Regions from separate parts of the Zea mays genome. Here region 2 is linked to region 1. The links are chromatin contacts, called in public Hi-C maps. All regions are on one chromosome and are shown on one strand. The core of a region is the stretch at or near the end of the contact, and the rest is flanking DNA. Distances in the headings are between cores, read along the strand shown. Region 1 has its middle 49 kb from the start of LOC109941971. Region 2 holds the start of LOC100280070 (putative O-Glycosyl hydrolase superfamily protein).

Region 1 (5,919 bases), core at 1,516-4,015:
AATAATTAAAATAGTTAGGCCCTCTTTGGCAGGGCTCTAACTTCTCTAAATACTCTGACTCATTGGCTTCTCCGGAGAAGCTGAAACCGCTTTGTAATTCGTTTGGCAAAGCTTCTCCTATGTTTTTCGAATGATGTATGTGGAAAACGTAGGAGCCGGTAGCATCCACATTTTTTTGTGCTCGAGCTCACAGCAATAAAACGCCTCCGACTTTCAAAGGGCTCACAACGAGAAGCTATTTTTGTCACTGTTTGATAGGGCTTCACGATGAGCCCGAGCTAGAGCCATAAAAAAAAGTCATGTCAAAGGGCTCTTAATGTGATTGGGAAGTCTATTAGAGATAGTCTAGCACCACGAATTTATTATGTGCTTGGTTTGAGGTCAAATAGGATTAGCCGGTAGCAACACTATCCTTTCAATTTTTTGGATCACGTCGCCACCAAAAAATTACTCTGATGTTTACCTCATCCCCACTTAACTCTAATCTAAATGCTATAAAAACTATATCCACTACTTCCATCTCTTTTTATACATCAACAACACACTGTATACCATAGTGGCTGGACGGATCGGTGCACGCACGCGAGCGACACGGGTAGTGCATGGTGGCGAGGTCAACCGGGAGTCCACAAATTAAAAGCGCGTGCGGTCTCGCGGCCCCGGCCATGGAAGGAGAGAACTGCCAGGACCACTAGTCCAATACCGCGCGCGGTCACGCAATACGTAGCAGCCCACCTACGGCTGCCCCCTGGTCGGCGGACTCCACTGTATATATACGTACTGTACAAGATACTATTACACTGGCACTGGCAGTCTGGCACTGCCTGCCGCCCGCCAACTCTGCATTCTTGCATGATCTATCTCGTAGCACCGGTCATATCGCGCCAGTTGTAGTGCCGCGCGTGCATGTGCCATTGGCTCATTGCGAGTGTAAATCTTGTTGATTGCTCAGTTTTTGTTCGGATTATGTAGAGAGAGAGACCATGCAGGCATATCGATCGGTGCTCTTCGATACATCTGCTTCTTCATTCCAAACCCGAATGTTGGTACGATCCGCAACAAAAGCTCTGCAGTTTGCATCATGTGTCTCTCGATCTGCTGTAGCTCCCGCAGGGGCTATAGCTTCCCGCTAAGTGCAGAAGGGCTTGGACTATCTGCAACGGTTTCCTCTAAACTTCACTCCTATATCTCACTTTTGTGTCACGTCACACATAGTGGCGGAGTACCCATTATGGCTTACTAAATTATGTTTGGTGTAGTGGTAAGTGCATACTGCCTGCAATCAATATGTTGCAAGTCCGAGTCCTATGTGTTGCATCATGTTTTTTTCTTTTTTATCCTTCTTCAACCATACCTAATTATTATTCCGTCCTCCGCCACTGGTCACACAGATTCCACCCTTTATTTTTCTCCCTTTCACAACAGTTACCCCTAAATTCTTCTCTTATACCCACTAAAACTATTAAATATTATTTTTCATATCGTTTCATCATCTAATATCATTTTTTCTCAACTAATAAATAATGGTGTGCACATAATTTGATGCAAGGGGGCTGGCATAGTCCACCCTTGCTCTGGCGTGTTGTGGCTTGCAGCAAAGGGGTAGGGGAGGGAGTAGAGGCAGCGCTGCACCGTGGTTGTGACGCTAAATTGCTACAGGATTAGCGGAGGGGAGGTGTAGAGTGAAGCGTTGCAACCAGTCTCGCTCCTAAAGCCTCCTCTAGACGCTACATGTGAAGAGGAAAACACAGAGACACGCCAGATAGAGGGGGCACTGTGCCAGCCCCCTTCACTCGCTTTCTGTGTACGGTAGAGATTGTTAGTTGGAGAAAAAGTAATAATAGGTGATAAATAGGTATGGAAAATAATATTTTATATGGATGGTGGGGTGTAGGAGGAGTATTTATTAGAAGGAACCGTTGTGGGTGAACAAATTATAGAGGATAGAGTCTTGTTGACGTGGCTGCATAGTGCCATATAGGGGGAGAAATTTAGGTGAGAACATTGAGGATAGCCTAACAGGCGTGGTTGGTTGGTCCACCGTAAGAGCCAGGCCAGCGTGAGCCTGAGCGATCTGGAAAGCCCCTCTCCCGCGTCTCCGCGCGTGTAAGTGGGAAAACGCCTAGGCTACATCTGCATGTGTAGGCTGTGCTTGGACCGTGTATGCAACCAATCATGCGGTCAACACACTGCGAATCTAGGCATGGCCGGTCAGGCAACCAATCACGTGAAATATGACTAATTGGTTTGTTGCGCCTGGGAAGCCAGACTCGCGCGAACCTGATCGGCCAGACACGCCCGAAACGGGGTACAAGCGGATGCAGCTACATAGTGTCCAAAATAATTTGTTTGCATTCGGTCATGCAGTCCACGCCTCTCACATACAACCAACCAATCGTAGGTTTAGATAAAGTCAATATATACGGTGGTCTAAGACAAGATCATGCAGTAACCAATTTTTTTGGCAACTTCGTCACTGAGAGTGTGCGCGCGTCTAATTTCATACTCTGTAGTAATGACTGAAAGCACGCGCTTTTGCAGCTGCCAGAGCAAGCTTCATTTGGTTTGCTTCTCGAGTTGTGTTAGCTTCCAGCTATCTGCTCTGCTGCATGTGTGTGGTTTTATGCTGGATGGTGATCGTAGTTTTCACCCTTTTCTCCTTTTCTTCTCTCGCTTTTCACTTGTTTTACCCACCTTTAACCCCGCGCTTTTTTCTCAGTTTTCTTTTGGTCCCCTCTCTACTAGCTAGGGGTGAATCTATAGAGCTAGCCAGCTACGTACGTACCATGATGTATCAAAAATCCTAACTCTGTCTGCTAGATAGGATATCATGCACCACTGCATGCATGTCGTCATGTCGATCGTCCTTTTCCCCCCTCTGGTAGAAGTCGACGTCGACCCAACATTTCTTTGGAATTTCTTAGTTGCCCTACTAGCTAGTTGGCCTGGAAAACAAGGACATCCATTTACACTCCCTCTCCCCTCTTTATAAGATGACCATTCATACACACAAATTAATTCACGAAAATCTATTTCCTGTCTTTCGTTCCATTTGTTGGCGGTGATTTGATTTGTATCTGCTTTTGCTAATTTATAATTAATACAACGATTAGTTGTGCGCGACCAAATTGCACTAGATAAAGATAACTGATGGTACGTAATAATTAACTGCTCTGGAGAACCTTTTAACCTGTCAATCCGCCCATTCGACTGACAGTGAAGCGGCATGTCTAGATCAGCTGTTCATGCATGCTGCTCCAATCGAATCGAAATCCGATGTTGCATTAGCAAGTCGATCGATCTGTGAACTGTGAATGGAAACAAGTAAGGCCTTGTTCGTTTGTGTCGGATTAGTGGATCGGAATGATTTTTAGCCGGATTCTTTGTCTAATTTATATAAACTTTGATTAGCTGGAACGATTCCGGGTGTAATCCGACGTAAACGAACAAGTCCTAATGTGGCATCGAAAAGGCAGAAAATTGTAGTGCGCGTGATGACCACCACTGCGTTTTATTCAATTCTCAGTGCCAATTAAATTAGTTTGGTTTCAGGCCGGTACATGCACGTTGCTGGGTTGAACTCTAGCTAAGGTACACGTCCAATATGCAATGGCATTGATTTGCTAACAGGACTGTGAATAATGGTATACGGAACTCAGATGGGTTTGACGATTATATAGAGCCGAGCCGCCATCAGTACGGCACACGTAAATCACGTTTCTCCTCTCCTCCTATAATTTCCAGACTCCGCGCAAGATCTTTCGAAAGCATGTCTGATCTGCGAACATAAATATAATTTAATGAGTACTTGTTTTATATTATATAATTTACTTATAAATATATTGTATTAATTAAGTACTTGTTTTTATCATAAATGTTAGTGCTATGTTATAATAAATCTAGTCAAGTTTTAGATTGTAAATTGAGGGAGTAATTTTGAATGTCGTAGAGAGCACCACATGAAGAGTATATGTTATTCAATCCAAGCTAACAAACGAGCTAGCCACGTAGATCTAGTCGTTTAAATTATTATTTTGATGAGCCAAATCAAACTAGCTCATTGCCTTAACAAGTTACCTTAAGCTACACCAAGCCATGACGAGCTAGCTCGATCGTATCCAACGACTGGTCAAAAAATGAGAAAACAAATATTGTATATACACTACCGGAATCCAAGGCTTTGCCGAGTGTTGCAATCTTTGTCGAGTGCCTTTTGTCGGGCACTCGGCAAAGAAAGCTTGACATGGGGACAAAGAGGCGCCGAATGTATATATGTGATATATATGTGATATCTTCTGTTTGTGTGGATGGAAAACAAAAAACAAATAAAAATGGTATATACTGGTCACTTTGCCGAGTGTAACACTCGGCAAAGAGGCTCTTTGCCGAGTGTCTGGGTCATAACACTCGGCAAAGAGCACAGACCTGGGCACCGGCTTAGGTTCTTTGCCGAGTGTTCTGTCGCTCGCACTCGGCAAAGAGGTCGGCTTTGCCGAGTGCCACTTGGGACACTCGGCAAAGAGCCTGACATGGGGACCCTCCCTGGCGGGCTCTTTGCCGAGTGTTCCAACTGGCACTCGGCAAAGAAGGCGGCTTTGCCGAGTGCTGCCAGGAAGACACTCGGCACAGGTATCTTCGTTGCCGAGTGTCGCCGTTGACACTCGGCAAAGCCGCCGTCTCCGTCACCCGGCGCCGTAACGGTCGCTTTTCTTTGCCGAGTGCTTCCTGGCACTCGGCAAAGAAATTTACCGAGTGCCCGAGAAAAAGTACTCGGCAAAGAAGTCTTTGCCGATGCACTGTTTGCCGAGCCTTCTTTATCGAGTGTTACACTCGGCAACGCCTTTACCGAGTGTTTTTAAGGCTTCGCCGAGTGCTTCAGGCACTCGGCGAAGCGATTGATTCCGGTAGTGATATCTTATTAATGCTGGAGGTCGGATCTTTAGTTTGGGATGCGTCGTTAAAATGTTTGTACATTAGGGTCTTCATAAGGTCACTATGTAAATACCCGTGTGTTGCAACGGGAAGAAAATAGTGCAACAATAACTCATATATGGCCATGAGTTATATTGTTAATTAAAATTAAACTGCCTTGCTGTCTAGCTCCAGAACCTAAAAAGGAATCCCAAGCTTAGCCTGCTTTACTGCAACACAATTCACACCACTAAACAAAACATACCTTGGTGCAAAGCTTCGCAGCTTCCTTGTAGTCCTTCAACTTCAGTTTGCAGGCAGCATTGTTTAAGTTGCAGCTGAACTTCGGTTGCTTAGATTGCTTCTTCTCATCTTCACTGAATGAACTGTCATACTCAATGTACTTGGCAGCATGGGATTAAAACAGAAGTAAGCCGAAGTAGGACAACCCTGCACAGGACTCAAATTTTGACTTTTTCGTGCTATGGGTTACTACAGAAAGAAAGATGAAGTACCTTCTCATATCGCTTGGAAGCTCTAGCATATTTGTCCAATTTGAACAATGCATTCCATTCCTGTTTCTCCTTACCAGCAACCTCAATCTTCTCTTCATTGTTCAAATCCCGAGACTCCTTGTCCTGTGTGACAAGATTAAATATGAATTCATCCAGTCCTGTGTCATATAAATCCACTAACATGAGATTGCTTTTCAACAATACAAATGACCTAAACATTCTTTTTACCAAAAAATATATTATATTAAAATTGAGACAATTAGGTAGATACGCAGTATATATGTGGATGTGCCTCTGAATTTCGTGAAAGAAATCAAGTAATAATGATTATGATTGTAAACACACTTCCACGAGAATTGAATTCATGATTCCAGCAAAGTTTTCTTATTTCTAGTTGGGTCATCTCAAAGGAATCTACTGGTCGACCAGAAGCAAAAGGATCAAACTACTATACATATTAATTATTAAGTTGACATGGAATATGAAATTTATT
Region 2 (5,919 bases), core at 869-3,368, 130 kb after region 1:
CAATTTGTAACAAAAGAAAACACCTATGAATTCTAGGATTTGAATCTGAACGAGATGCAAACAGACCAATCAAAACAATATCAATTTTAATATTTTTGGACTACGCTTACAATGGTAGGTATTTTCGGGATCACACAAATTTCCACAGTTGTAGACAATGAAACAGATTAATTACGAATACTCAGTTCGGTTCTAGTTATCTCGGTCTGATTTAATTTTGCATCAATATTGTTGTCGTCGAGTTATAATAATATTTGCTTAGGACAACAATCACAAGAGTGGGTCGGGATTCCAAATTCATGTTCTCTTATTCCATAAATTTTAAACAGACACAAGACTCGACATTTCGCGAAATAAATACGCGAGATCGATGCGGCATCGAAATTGTAATCCTTTCGAAAGCGACGTCACACATCGTTCATATGGGCGAGAGGTTGTGTGATGTCCAGACACAGATTAGCACCTGCCACGCGCCATGATGCCAGGCCACAGAGACACGTGCAACGCAAGAATGAAAGAATTTTAAATGAAGTTTAAGGAACCAGATTCGATTTCAAGGATTAGAGTTTGGGCAAGACGTCGATGACTCAACCCAAACGATATTGGATTCAATGTTTCGGAAGATTACTAAAGTCTGAATTTTGCAAAATAAATTAGGACAATTTAGACAGATGGAGACAGACACGATATCAAAATCGTTATAGACGAAGATACTTAGAACTTAGTGGCCTTTACATTCACTGATATCCCATGCTTAAGTCTGTACTCGTTGTCGCACGAGAAATAAACACATGGGGTGTTATAGTTGTGCCACATATGCAAAGTAATAAAACTAATGTATCAATCGTGCTTACGGTTAAGAGCGACATGGACCCTCACATGATAATCAAATATAAAGATGGAAATTAAATCATGATTTTTTTATTCTAGTGGGTCACTTAAGTGTTTTGCTTAAGTGATTTTCGAGATAATGGTTACTACTTATGATTAATTGGATATTGGTAAATGCTTACACTTAGTAATTAGATGTTGTTCATAAAAGTTTGACCAATAAAAGTTTGACCAACTAAAATGCTAACCGCATAAACCTTAGCCTATCCTTGCTTGCTATGCATCTCCACCCCAGTTGCTGAGTTTCAACCATAAGTGTACTCACATTTGCTTAATTTTGATCAGAAGGATGGGAAGAGGATAACTTTAGCGAAGACGTTAAAGGATTTCTAGATCTAGCGATGCGTCGGTTATCTTCCTGTGGGATATTACCCCTGAATTCTGCTATGCTTTACTGAATAATGTTGAAAACACTTATGTCATTCGAGTTGTAATAAAGTACTCTACCCTTATTTAAGATTTGAGCAATGTCTTTTGATATACACTTATGATATCAACATACGTATGAAAATAGATTCTAGCACACATGTTATGCATTCTGTTTTTTTTTCCTAAAATCGGGTGTGACATTCCCTCAACAACGTCAGTATGGTAGCACCACGCGTGTAGCAAGGATCTCGCGATCGAGTCTAAGAGAAGTGATGGCTAGGGATTGCATGTGCTGTGAAATGACCGTAACCCCATATACTTATAAGGCCTTGTTCGGTTAATCCCGTTACCCATGGATTAGATAGGATTGGAAAAAATTAAGAAAGAGTTTGACTTATTTGGGATTTAATCCCACCCAATCCCACTCAATCCATATGGATTGAGAGCTAACCGAACAAGCCCTAAAGTGTATTAATAAATCATAGCCTATTAAATCGCTTATGACAATATGAGCTGGACTCTAGTCCAAATTGTTTATGATTACGTCTTATGCATATCTAGCATCCCTGGCCGAACGCGAACGTGAACACCTTAATGCTCTTGTCGGTTCACAGCTGCTTGTCCTGGCAAATCGAACACAATAAACACAATCCTCGAGAACAGCATGCGGTTGGCTTCATCATCTTTACTAAAACAACTGCACTGAATTTACAGCTGGTCCAATTATGTTGTTTTGTTGATCTTCCACGCTCCCTGCGTGCCCATGTTCCCACTTCCCAGTCTGCACAGCACCACGGTCCACGGCCCCTCTTCATATACCCCACCGCACTGTACACGCAACACGCTTCGTCCACAGCCCAACTACCCAAGAGCAGAGGGCAGAGGATGCCTCTTGCCGCAATGGCGTCGGCATCCTCCTCGCCCTGCTCGCGGCATCCTCTGATCTTGGTCGTTCTCTTGTGCGCCATTGCCGCCATCTCTTTCTCTTCCTCTGTGGCTGCTGGAACCGTTGGCGGCGGCACAGGCGGACTGGGCCCCATCAGCACCAACGGGAAGAACTACACCAAGGTGTGCGACCCCGCACGGTTCGTGGCGCTGGGGCTCGACATGTCACGCTTCCGGTACTGCGACGCGTCGTTGCCGTACGCCGACCGGGTGCGCGACCTCGTGGGCCGCCTCGCGCTGGAGGAGAAGGTGCGCAACCTCGGGGACCAGGCGGAGGGCGCGCCCCGCGTCGGCCTGCCGCCGTACAAGTGGTGGGGGGAGGCCCTCCACGGCGTGTCCGACGTCGGCCCCGGCGGCACGTGGTTCGGCGACGTGGTGCCCGGCGCCACCAGCTTCCCGCTCGTCATCAACAGCGCCGCGGCGTTCAACGAGTCGCTGTGGCGCGCCATCGGCGGCGTGGTGTCCACGGAGATCAGGGCCATGTACAACCTGGGCCACGCAGAGCTCACCTACTGGAGCCCCAACATCAACGTGGTGCGCGACCCGCGGTGGGGACGCGCCAGCGAGACCCCCGGCGAGGACCCCTTCGTCGTCGGCCGCTACGCCGTCAACTTCGTCCGCGGAATGCAGGACGTCGACGACCGCCCCTACGCCGCCGCCGCAGACCCGTTCTCGCGGCCCATCAAGGTGTCCAGCTGCTGCAAGCACTTCGCCGCCTACGACGTGGACGCGTGGTTCAAGGCCGACCGCCTCACGTTCGACGCGCAGGTGGAGGAGCGCGACATGGTCGAGACCTTCGAGCGCCCCTTCGAGATGTGCATCCGGGACGGCGACGCCAGCTGCGTCATGTGCTCCTACAACCGCATCAACGGGATACCCGCCTGCGCCGACGCGCGCCTGCTGTCGGAGACCGTCCGGAGCCAGTGGCAGCTCCACGGGTACATCGTCTCTGACTGCGACTCCGTACGCGTCATGGTCCGGGACGCCAAGTGGCTCAACTACACCGGCGTCGAGGCCACCGCCGCGGCCATGAAGGCCGGGCTCGACCTCGACTGCGGCATGTTCTGGGAGGGCGCCCGGGACTTCTTCACCACCTACGGCGTCGACGCCGTCCGGCAGGGGAAGATCAAGGAGGGCGACGTCGACAACGCGCTCAGCAACGTCTACACCACCCTGATGCGGCTCGGCTTCTTCGACGGCATGCCGGAATTCGAGTCCCTCGGCGCTAGCAACGTTTGCACCGACGGCCACAAGGAGCTGGCTGCCGACGCCGCAAGGCAGGGGATGGTCCTCCTCAAGAACGATGCCCGCCGCCTACCATTGGACCCCAACAAGATTAATTCAGTGTCGTTGGTTGGCCTGTTGGAGCACATCAATGCCACGGATGTCATGCTGGGAGACTACCGAGGTAAATCTATGCACTGTAGACTACCGTGGTCAGTGTTGTTACTACTGTCGTCTAATAAGGTTTTTGGTTTCTATACTCAGGTAAGCCATGCAGAATTGTGACACCATACAACGCTATCAGGAACATGGTGAATGCCACGTACGTGCACGCCTGCGACAGTGGGGCGTGTAACACGGCGGAAGGGATGGGAAGAGCATCCAGCACAGCAAAGATCGCCGACGCGACCATCGTCATCGCTGGTCTGAACATGAGCGTGGAGAGGGAGAGCAACGACAGGGAGGATCTCCTGCTGCCGTGGAACCAGAGCAGCTGGATCAATGCCGTCGCCATGGCCTCGCCCACACCGATCGTCCTGGTGATCATGTCGGCCGGCGGCGTGGACGTCTCGTTTGCGCACAACAACACCAAGATCGGCGCCATCGTTTGGGCCGGGTACCCCGGCGAGGAAGGCGGCACGGCCATCGCCGACGTCCTCTTCGGAAAATACAATCCAGGTACGTTCATCAAATCTTGGAAATGAGATGTCCTTTTCACTGCGTCGGCTCGGCATACGCCTTATGATATCTCTCAATCTCAACCATGCACACCCTGGATCTCCACTCCACAAACAGGAGGACGGCTGCCGCTGACATGGTTCAAGAACGAGTACGTCAACCAGATCCCCATGACGTCCATGGCGCTGCGTCCCGACGCCGCGCTGGGCTACCCCGGCCGGACGTACAAGTTCTACGGCGGCCCGGCTGTGCTCTACCCGTTCGGCCACGGCCTCAGCTACACCAACTTCAGCTATGCTTCCGGCACCACCGGCGCCACTGTCACCATCCACATCGGCGCCTGGGAGCACTGCAAGATGCTCACCTACAAGATGGGTGCGCCGTCGCCGTCGCCAGCCTGCCCGGCCCTAAACGTCGCTAGCCACATGTGCAGCGAGGTGGTGAGCTTCAGCCTCAGGGTGGCGAACACCGGCGGTGTCGGCGGCGACCACGTGGTGCCAGTGTACACCGCGCCGCCTCCCGAGGTGGGCGACGCGCCGCTGAAGCAGCTGGTGGCGTTCCGGAGGGTGTTCGTGCCCGCCGGCGCCGCCGTCGACGTGCCCTTCGCCCTCAACGTGTGCAAGACGTTCGCGATCGTCGAGGAGACGGCGTACACCGTCGTGCCGTCGGGCGTCAGCACGGTCGTCGTCGGAGATGACGCGCTGGTGTTGTCGTTCCCCGTCACGATCAACCTGGCAGTGTAGACTACTTGTCTGCAGGACTAGGCGTTAATTGATTCTTTTTTTTTACTCAAGGTAATAACTTTAAACCATTAAATGTAGCGGGCGAGAAAGTGGAAGCAAGTGTAATTACTTTACACAGTGCTATACAAAAGCAGAAGCAGATCGATCCATTAATTGTCACATGATTTGTATCCCTGAAAGCAGAACGGGTGAAAAAATTTACTATTGCTGTTTTGCGCCTTTGCGGCACAGTTTGATCTCATCTTAAATACAATTCTACCACGGTACTGAATCAGAGGTATTAAGTTTGATCAAATTTATATAAAGTTTTGTAATAAACTTAGTAAAACTTCAAATAATCGATATATTATAAAACATTTGACACTCGAGTGTGGTCAATTTGTCAGTCCTATACAGTAAAGACACGTCAGGTAGCCATGGATAGGCTGTCGATCATTATGACGTGACCTTTACACCGCTTACACACGTGACATCGGTCAGGAATAATTTTGGCTGCTCCAAGTGCTGCCAAAGCTTCCCATCTCGATTCTGCAATACAACTCTGCTCGTTCCAAAGTACAAGGCATATGATATAATATAGATATACTATAAAAATAAAAAATAATTAAGAATTTAATGATGCTCATTTGATATCATAAGTATTATTATTTTATTATATAGATTTGATCAAACTCGAGATGTTAATCTTTGAAAAAGTTAGAATAATTTATAATTAAGAATAAAGAGAATATTATTATATATTCCTTCTATTCTAAAAAGAGTCGCTCCGTTCTTAAAAAGTGTCGTTATGTGACTTGTGTTGATCAAATTTTATTAAATTTAACTAGACTTATAGAAAATATCAACAATATTTATATTTCTATACACTATCTAATGATTCTAATTATATATTATAAGTATTAATGTATTTTATATATTCAACCAAATTTAAGTATTTTTTATTTCTCGAAAAATGAGAATAGCCTTTTACATACATATATCCTCGTAAAGATGTTAATGGGGACCCGATACCCGCTAACATGTGGTGAATTCCCCTATTAGGGTTAGAGTATGAGACAAAAATTATCCC

What was found. Hi-C and Micro-C count contacts between places; a contact is called where the count stands out from the background.
Region 2: a contact with region 1 is called in a Hi-C map of ear, with 2.0 times the contacts expected there. The contact joins the promoter of LOC100280070 here to the enhancer-like site in region 1. A contact is called at or near these places in 2 of 25 Hi-C or Micro-C datasets (ear and endosperm).

The regions. Positions count from the first base shown.
Region 1 is chr8:33,742,851-33,748,769 of Zm-B73-REFERENCE-NAM-5.0, forward strand. No RefSeq gene overlaps it. Among protein-coding and RNA genes, the nearest start is that of LOC109941971, 49 kb to the right of the region's middle. Within about 2 kb of position 2,766, at least 2 of the 20 cell types and tissues checked have an H3K27ac peak or open chromatin away from gene starts, as enhancers often do. A contact at or near this core is called in ear, where this site is marked.
Region 2 is chr8:33,869,725-33,875,643 of Zm-B73-REFERENCE-NAM-5.0, forward strand. It overlaps LOC100280070 (putative O-Glycosyl hydrolase superfamily protein), which reads left to right and starts at 2,119. Exons shown (of 3, transcript NM_001153010.1): 1 at 2,119-3,613; 2 at 3,694-4,107; 3 at 4,225-5,008. The coding sequence starts at 2,146. The coding sequence ends at 4,850.